Linked DNA regions of Mus musculus: region 1 is linked to region 2. Evidence: chromatin contacts called from public Hi-C data. All regions are on one chromosome and are shown on one strand. The core of a region is the stretch at or near the end of the contact, and the rest is flanking DNA. Distances in the headings are between cores, read along the strand shown.

Region 1 (3,243 bases), core at 137-2,636, 630 kb after region 2:
CAATCTCTACCCTAAGGATTCTTTGTTGTGATACATTTTATGACCAACTTTAAAGACATTGACCTGTTGCTCTCGTTCTGGTTTTTATTGGCTGCATCCTACTTACATAAGAAAAAGTCCCTTGGGGGGAAAAATCAGGATTTTCCTTTAAAACAAATACTGTGCACAACACCCCAGATTCCTACCAGTCTCTGCTGTGTTTGCTTTCATTGCTCTGAGTGTGTAAAAATAAAAAGAACAAGAAAATGGCATCGCTAAAGGAAGCTAGGAGTGATGTGTGAGGGTCCCACCCACATGTTGCCCCATGAGTGGAATTAGAGAGCTGATCCACAAAGACACTTGAAGTCGCCTCACCAGATGCCCTCCACTTGACTGGAAGCTGGGTGACTCTATAAAGTTACTTTCCCAGTGAACGGAATTTCTAATTAACACTGAAAATGCATGGTAGCTAAGTTTGTGGTGAAGACAGGCCATCTCCTCATTCTTCTTAGCTGGAGCCAAATTAAACTGTGAAAGGGGGACAGGATAATTGCTCACGGTGGGGCATGGTGTTTTCTCCTGCACAAACATATAATTAGGCTGTCTTAACCTCTTGGTTCAGCAATAAACACCACTTCAGAGACTAATTTACAGGCAAGAATCACAGAAGGCTGTGGAATAAAACACTCAGGGCTCCAGGCCTCCGCTCAGCTCAAGGAGAGCAGCTTCACTATTTCAAGTCAGCAAAAAAACCCTTCCACACTTACCACAAACTAAAACGAGATTGAAATAAGGGCTGTGCATTCAAAACATTGAACACACCAGCTAATAAAAAATACATTTGTGACTGGTCATAAAAGCAGAGAATGTAATTGGCTATGCCCTAGAAATATCTTTCACTTACAGTATTTGGGAAGACAGAGGCCTCCTTAATATTGACTTTGCTAACACGTCTACATTTTTCTGTCCACCATAATTATGCATCAGTCAGTGACACCTCGCCCTGTAGCTGCCAACAGTCACTGACTAGGGTGCTGGGAGGTGAGTTGGCTTCCTGGCAAGGACTGCTGGTGTGGGGCAAAAGGGAGGGGCCCACAGTCTTCCTGGTCCTGAAGGCCGAGGTAAGGAGCTTCTGAAGGGACATTGAGCTGTTCCTCCACTGTCTACTTGTTCCCAAAGTCCTCTTTAGACGTGAAACACAACACAGACCTTGCAAGGGAGGTCATAGAGAGTAGATCCACCTCTCTGTGGGAATTGTGTTTTCTTCAGACCAAAGCAGAGCTAGAGATGGAAAAGCTGTGTTGTGACAACGGTTGGATTTCAGCAACAGTGACAGGAGAGTGTGGGCTGTGGGCATGTTGGACATGATTCATGTGCTGTGAGAACTGGAGAAGGAATGGTCGGCAGAGACACACGAGGGAAACTCAGAGACACATCAGCGGGGTAAAAAGCCAAACATTCGAGCATACCATCTTATCCATATCCAAATCTGAGTTACTTGTAGATTATTTTCTTCTAGGTCCCCTCTCACGGTATAAAGACATAAAATAACTGACTGAGTCACACTTCCTCCCTCTTTCCGCAAGTAGTCCTCTGTTCAGGGTAAGTTTGTGTTGCTAAGTCTTTGGGACCTAGAGGTGCCTATTGTTAAGTAGTCTATCTAATCTTTATGGGATGAGTGGGTGAAAGAAAGAACAAATGAATGACCACCTTCCAACTGTAGTACCAACCCATGACCTAACCTTATATTTTCAAGATGAATGTAATGGTACCAGTGACCTTCTCAGGAAGTAAAGGAACTTTTATTGCTAGCCTGATGACTTGAATTTAATAACAGAACCAGAACCTATAGGGGAAAGAAAGAGTCAGCCACTATGAGCTGTCCTCTGACCTTTCACATGTGGGTGCACACACAGGAACACACACACACAGGAGTACACACACACACACACACACACACACACACACACTAACAATAAATAGTTTTTAAAAGATTAATGCAACCAAAAAAAATTCCACTTGGAAGTGATTTTATAAAGAAAAAATGATGCCAGGCAGTGATGGTATATACCTTTAATGCCAGCACTCAGGAGGTGGAGGCAAGCAGAGCTCTGTGAGTTCAGGGCCAAACTTGTCTATAGAGCAAGTTCCAGAACAGTCAGGGAGAAACTGTGTCAGAAAGAAAGAAAGAAAGAAAGAAAGAAAGAAAGAAAGAAAGAAAGAAAGAAAGAAAGAAAGAAAGAAAGAAAAGAAAGAAAAAAGAAAGAAAGAGAGAAGAGAAAAGAAAATGTCCTTAAGCAAATATTGCCTAAACAAATGTTACTATATTTTAAAATAGTATTGATTAAGAAAAACAATAAGCTATATTTACTTTGAGAATAGTGATTTATCTCTCAAGCACCAATTTTTACAAAATAAACTGGGCAATCTTCAACTATAGACAGTAGCCTTTCATTTTCTTATAACATTAAACTGAGCTTGCTATGCCAATAAGGGTGTTTATTTTTGTATCTTCAATTTTAGAGAGGAACAGTGACTCAGCACTTGAATGGCAAGAGGAAAGGGAAAAAAAGTAAATGATGTCAAATATCGAATTACTTCGACTGCCCCCTGCTCGTGTTATTAGAAGAGGTTTTAAAAGCTGAGATCTTCTTTCAAAATCTCAGCGGTGACTTTATAAATACGTGGTCATGCACGTGACTACAAAACTCCAGTTGTGATCCTCAAGAGAAGTATAGCTGTGACTGAGATCTTATAATTTTTCAGATCCTGCCCGCAGTGCAGGAAATGCTGCTTAAACGCTGTGCTTGACTTCCTTACAGCGCTTCAGGGCCTGTTTAAGACTTAGGACTCTTCGTCTTTCAAACCAATTTTAAGTGACTGAACAGTAGTGACAGGATATGGTACTGAAACTGGAGGTTTTAATAAGAACATAATTCCATAATAATGAGATATCTGTGCTTTCAACATTATTACTGTTCCCTTTATTTATATTTTTAGTTAAATCTTACTTTAAATACTGGCAATACTGCAACCAATGAAGTTCATTCAAGGAGTAATTATTGCTATTGAAAAACAGTGAAATTGTGATGCTCATGTTCCATTTTCAAAAGGATGTATACATATATTATTAATTTAGATTTTGGGAGTTGTTTGGTTTTTTTTTTGGGGGGGTTGTTTGTTTGTTTTTTGTTTTTTGGGTTTTTTGTTTTTTGTTTTTTGGGGGTTTGTTTGTTTTTGGTTGGTTGGTTTTTGTTTTGAGAG
Region 2 (3,725 bases), core at 614-3,113:
TATTGTTACAGTATCTGTCTATGTGGGTCAGAGGGCCACATGGGTCAATGGGCAGTGGGCACATGTGTTGACCCAGACAAGCACAAGTCCACATGTCCTGATCTGATTCAGGGAGCATTTGTTGAACACCAGCTGTGTGTTCAGTCCTGTGAGGCAGAGAGACACAGAGAGAAACCGAGCTCATAGGCTTCCAGGAAAATAACCAGGAAGTGAGAAAACCAAGAAATAGACCAAGAGGAAAATGTAGTCTTGGTGATTGAACAAAAATGTCCGGAGGGAGGGGGAGGAGAAATAGGGAGACAGGGAAGGGAGGGAGGAGATGAAAAAGAAGAGAGGAAGAAAGAAGGCAGAAAAGAGAAGAGGAAGGGAAAGGGGCAGGAAAGGGAGGGTAGAAGCAAAGCAAGATGGAAGGAAAATAGAAAAGATGAAAATAAAAAATGAATTAAGTTATTCTCAGGAATCAAAATCAAACAAAGATGCTGCCACAAAGATGCTGGTGTAATGATGGGTGCAAGATCAGCCTCCAACTGGACTGCAATGAGTGAAAGCAAAGTGTGAGAGAGAAAACAATAGACAAATGTAGAAGAGGAAGACAGGAGGAAGAGAAGGAGGATGGGCAGAAAGGAAGGAGGAAGAAGGGAAGGACAGTGGTGCTCAGCTACCGATGGACTCTTGCTTGAATAGGCTTCTCTGGTTTAGGTTTAGAAGGATCTCTGACACAGCCCTAAGCATCACACGAGTGGGTAAAGGACTTTCTCTGCTTTAGCATTCCCTGCAGAGGAGGGGTTCATACCTAGGGGAGAGGCAGGGCCCACAGTTCCACAAATTCCAATAGTAGAAGCATAGTAGGCTCTACCCTTCTATCTGTTCATTTGTAATATACCTTCTATATTGCTCAACCTCATTTTTCTCATATGTAGAGTATATATACTTATTTAGGAACTTCTACTAGGTATGCTCAGCCTATGGCTTATGGGCCACATCTGTCCCAGGAAGGATATAAGTTCTTCCTGACTCATTTATAGATGATTGTGTTGTACCATAATCTCAGAGGGTTGGATATCCCTACTCAGAACTCAAATCTCCAGCATTCTGTTCTTAAAAATGTGTCTGGAGAAAGCTGATGCCGTCACATGAACGCTCATCCCCTAGCCAAGAAGACGCAGTCCAGTTATCTCCTGCCCATTTCTCATCTAAAGAACTGTTGAGGAAGGGCTTCCCAGATGGCTAGACTGGCACTCAGTGAACAGAGAAGTCAGTTCCTTGTTTACCATGTCAGAGTAGCATCCTCACTTTCTCCAGCATCTCCCCAGGCCAACAGTAGGCACTTCGTAGACATTTTGAAGTCATAATTAAGATAAGACTTCTAGTGTGGGAGGTGGAAGTTAGGATTGGATAAGGACCATAGCAGAAGTTCAGGGCTATAGCAAAGTAGGGATGTTGGACCAAGAATCTGAGAGGGTCAACTTGCTAAACTAGTTTCCTATGGGATTCCAATGGGATAGCTGCTATGGTCTTCTGCCACACACTAATATCTTTTGAACATCTGCTTTATCAATTTTGCCATTGCTTGAGGTTCAGTTGCCATTTTCTTGGTTCCCTCAGTCTCTAGTACTTGAGAACCAGAGAGTAAATTAGTTCCAAAGCAGGCCTCTATCCTCACTTATTTGGGTATCATGTCCTAAATTTACAGTTCCCAGCATGGCCCTCTCCTCACTTTTGGATAAGGAAACCCATTTACCTTGGAGCAAGTGTGCTTTGTCCAGACTGAGATTGCTGCTTCCCAAATGAAAGTGTGATAGAGACCCACCCAACAGTGCATACCCTGCATTCATGCCTCATTGCTCACAAGGTAGTCACACAGAGGCTGGCCCAGGGGCTTAGCAATGCTAATAGGAAGATGAATTACCAGTCCTCGGTCTAGTCAGCCTTGTTGTGTTTTATTAGAAGAAATGTACTTCTCCCTACTTCCCCTCCTGTATGTTTTTAAGTTCCTTCTCTATTTCCTTTGCTCTTAGCCCTGTTCCCTGTGGTCTGCCTCTTATTTTTCAGAATGTGGTGTAATGCCTGGCATGGGCAGATTTTCAATCAATGTTCAAATGGTCACTTAACAATGATATATAAATGACCCCAGCAAGGGCAGAACAGCACCCTGGTGAACTGAGCCACTGGCTGGAGTCTAGGATACTCCATTGGCCTGGTGAAAAAGCCACGGGACTAGCTTTGCTTATTTGTGTCCCTAAAGCTACACTTGAATCCAAGCTGAAGCTTGTGGACAGTTACATCCAGTACATCCCTGCCTGGAAGAAACTTCCCAGAAGTATGTGGGCAGTCAGATATCTGATCACCTAGCCACTTCCAGTGGAAGATGAGATCCCAGAAACCCTCCTTTCCTATGACTTTAGAGGTTCTACAGAAACCACACTACTTCCCAAGGGGATTGCTGACCTAGAGGTAGAATCACCATAGAAACTAACATGCTGGCTTTTCTTTGAAATGACCTTTCTTCCTGAGGGTCTTGGGGAAATCTCATGGAAGACTGTTTCTCAGTCAAAGCCTTGATATTTGAAAGGATTCTGTTTAGAAGTTAGCATCTATGAGTTTGTTTATATACTGGATTACATTGATGGATTTCCGTATATTGAACCATCCCTGCATCCCTGGGATGAAACCTACTTGGTCAGGATGGATGATTGTTTTGATGTGTTCTTGGATTCGGTTAGCAAGAACTTTATTGAGGATTTTTGCATCGATATTCATAAGGGAAATTGGTCTGAAGTTCTCTATCTTTGTTGGGTCTTTTTGTGGTTTAGGTATCAGAGTAATAGTGGCTTTATAAAATGAGTTGGGTAGAGTACCTTCTACTTCTATCTTGTGGAATAGTTTGTGAAGAACTGGAATTAGATCTTCTTTGAAGGTCTGATAGAACTCTGCACTAAACCCGTCTGGTCCTGGGCTTTTTTTTGGCTGGGAGACTATTAATAACCGCTTCTATTTCCTTAGGGGATATGGGACTGTTTAGATGGTCAACTTGATCCTGATTCAACTTTGGTACCTGGTATCTGTCCAGAAATTTGTCCATTTCGTCCAGGTTTTCCAGTTTTGTTGAGTACAGCCTTTTGTAGAAGGATCTGATGGTGTTTTGGATTTCCTCAGGATCTATTGTTATGCCTCCCTTTTCATCTCTGATTTTGTTAATTAGGATGCTTTCCCTGTGCCCTCTAGTGAGTCTGGCTAAGGGTTTATCTATCTTGTTGATTTTCTCAAATAACCAGCTCCTTGATTGGTTGATTCTTTGAACAGTTCTTCTTGTTTCCACTTGGTTGATTTCACCCCTGAGTTTGATTATTTCCTGCCTTCTACTCCTCTTAGGTGAATTTGCTTCCTTTTCTTCTAGACATTTTAGGTGTGTTGTCAAGCTGCTAATGTGTGCTCTCTCTAGTTTCTTTTTGGAGGCACTCAGAGCTATGAGTTTCCCTCTTAGGAATGCTTTCATTGTGTCCCATAAGTTTGGGTATGTTGTGGCTTCATTTTCATTAAACTCCAAAAAGTCTTTAATTTCTTTCTTTATTCCTTCCTTGACCAAGGTATCATTGAGAAGAGTGTTGTTCAGTTTCCACTTGAATGTTGGCTTTCTATTATTTATTTTGTTATTGAAGATCAGCCTTAGACCATGGTGGTCTGATAGGATGCATGGGACAATTTCAATATTTTTGTATATGTTG

Evidence for each region. Hi-C and Micro-C count contacts between places; a contact is called where the count stands out from the background.
Region 1: a Hi-C map of embryonic fibroblasts shows a contact between it and region 2, with 4 times the contacts expected there. The contact joins two enhancer-like sites. A contact is called at or near these places in 1 of 15 datasets of contacts at CTCF or cohesin (the NIH/3T3 cell line), 20 of 484 Hi-C or Micro-C datasets (the STO cell line, cardiomyocytes, cerebellum and 11 more) and 1 of 9 other capture datasets (embryonic tail).

What each region holds. Positions count from the first base shown.
Region 1 is chr9:88,064,690-88,067,932 of GRCm38.p6, forward strand. No RefSeq gene overlaps it. Among named protein-coding and RNA genes, the nearest start is that of Gm23176, 45 kb to the left of the region's middle. Within about 2 kb of position 1,387, at least 20 of the 459 cell types and tissues checked have an H3K27ac peak or open chromatin away from gene starts, as enhancers often do. A contact at or near this core is called in embryonic fibroblasts, where this site is marked.
Region 2 is chr9:87,433,183-87,436,907 of GRCm38.p6, forward strand. No RefSeq gene overlaps it. Among named protein-coding and RNA genes, the nearest start is that of Cep162, 180 kb to the left of the region's middle. Within about 2 kb of position 1,864, at least 2 of the 459 cell types and tissues checked have an H3K27ac peak or open chromatin away from gene starts, as enhancers often do. A contact at or near this core is called in embryonic fibroblasts, where this site is marked.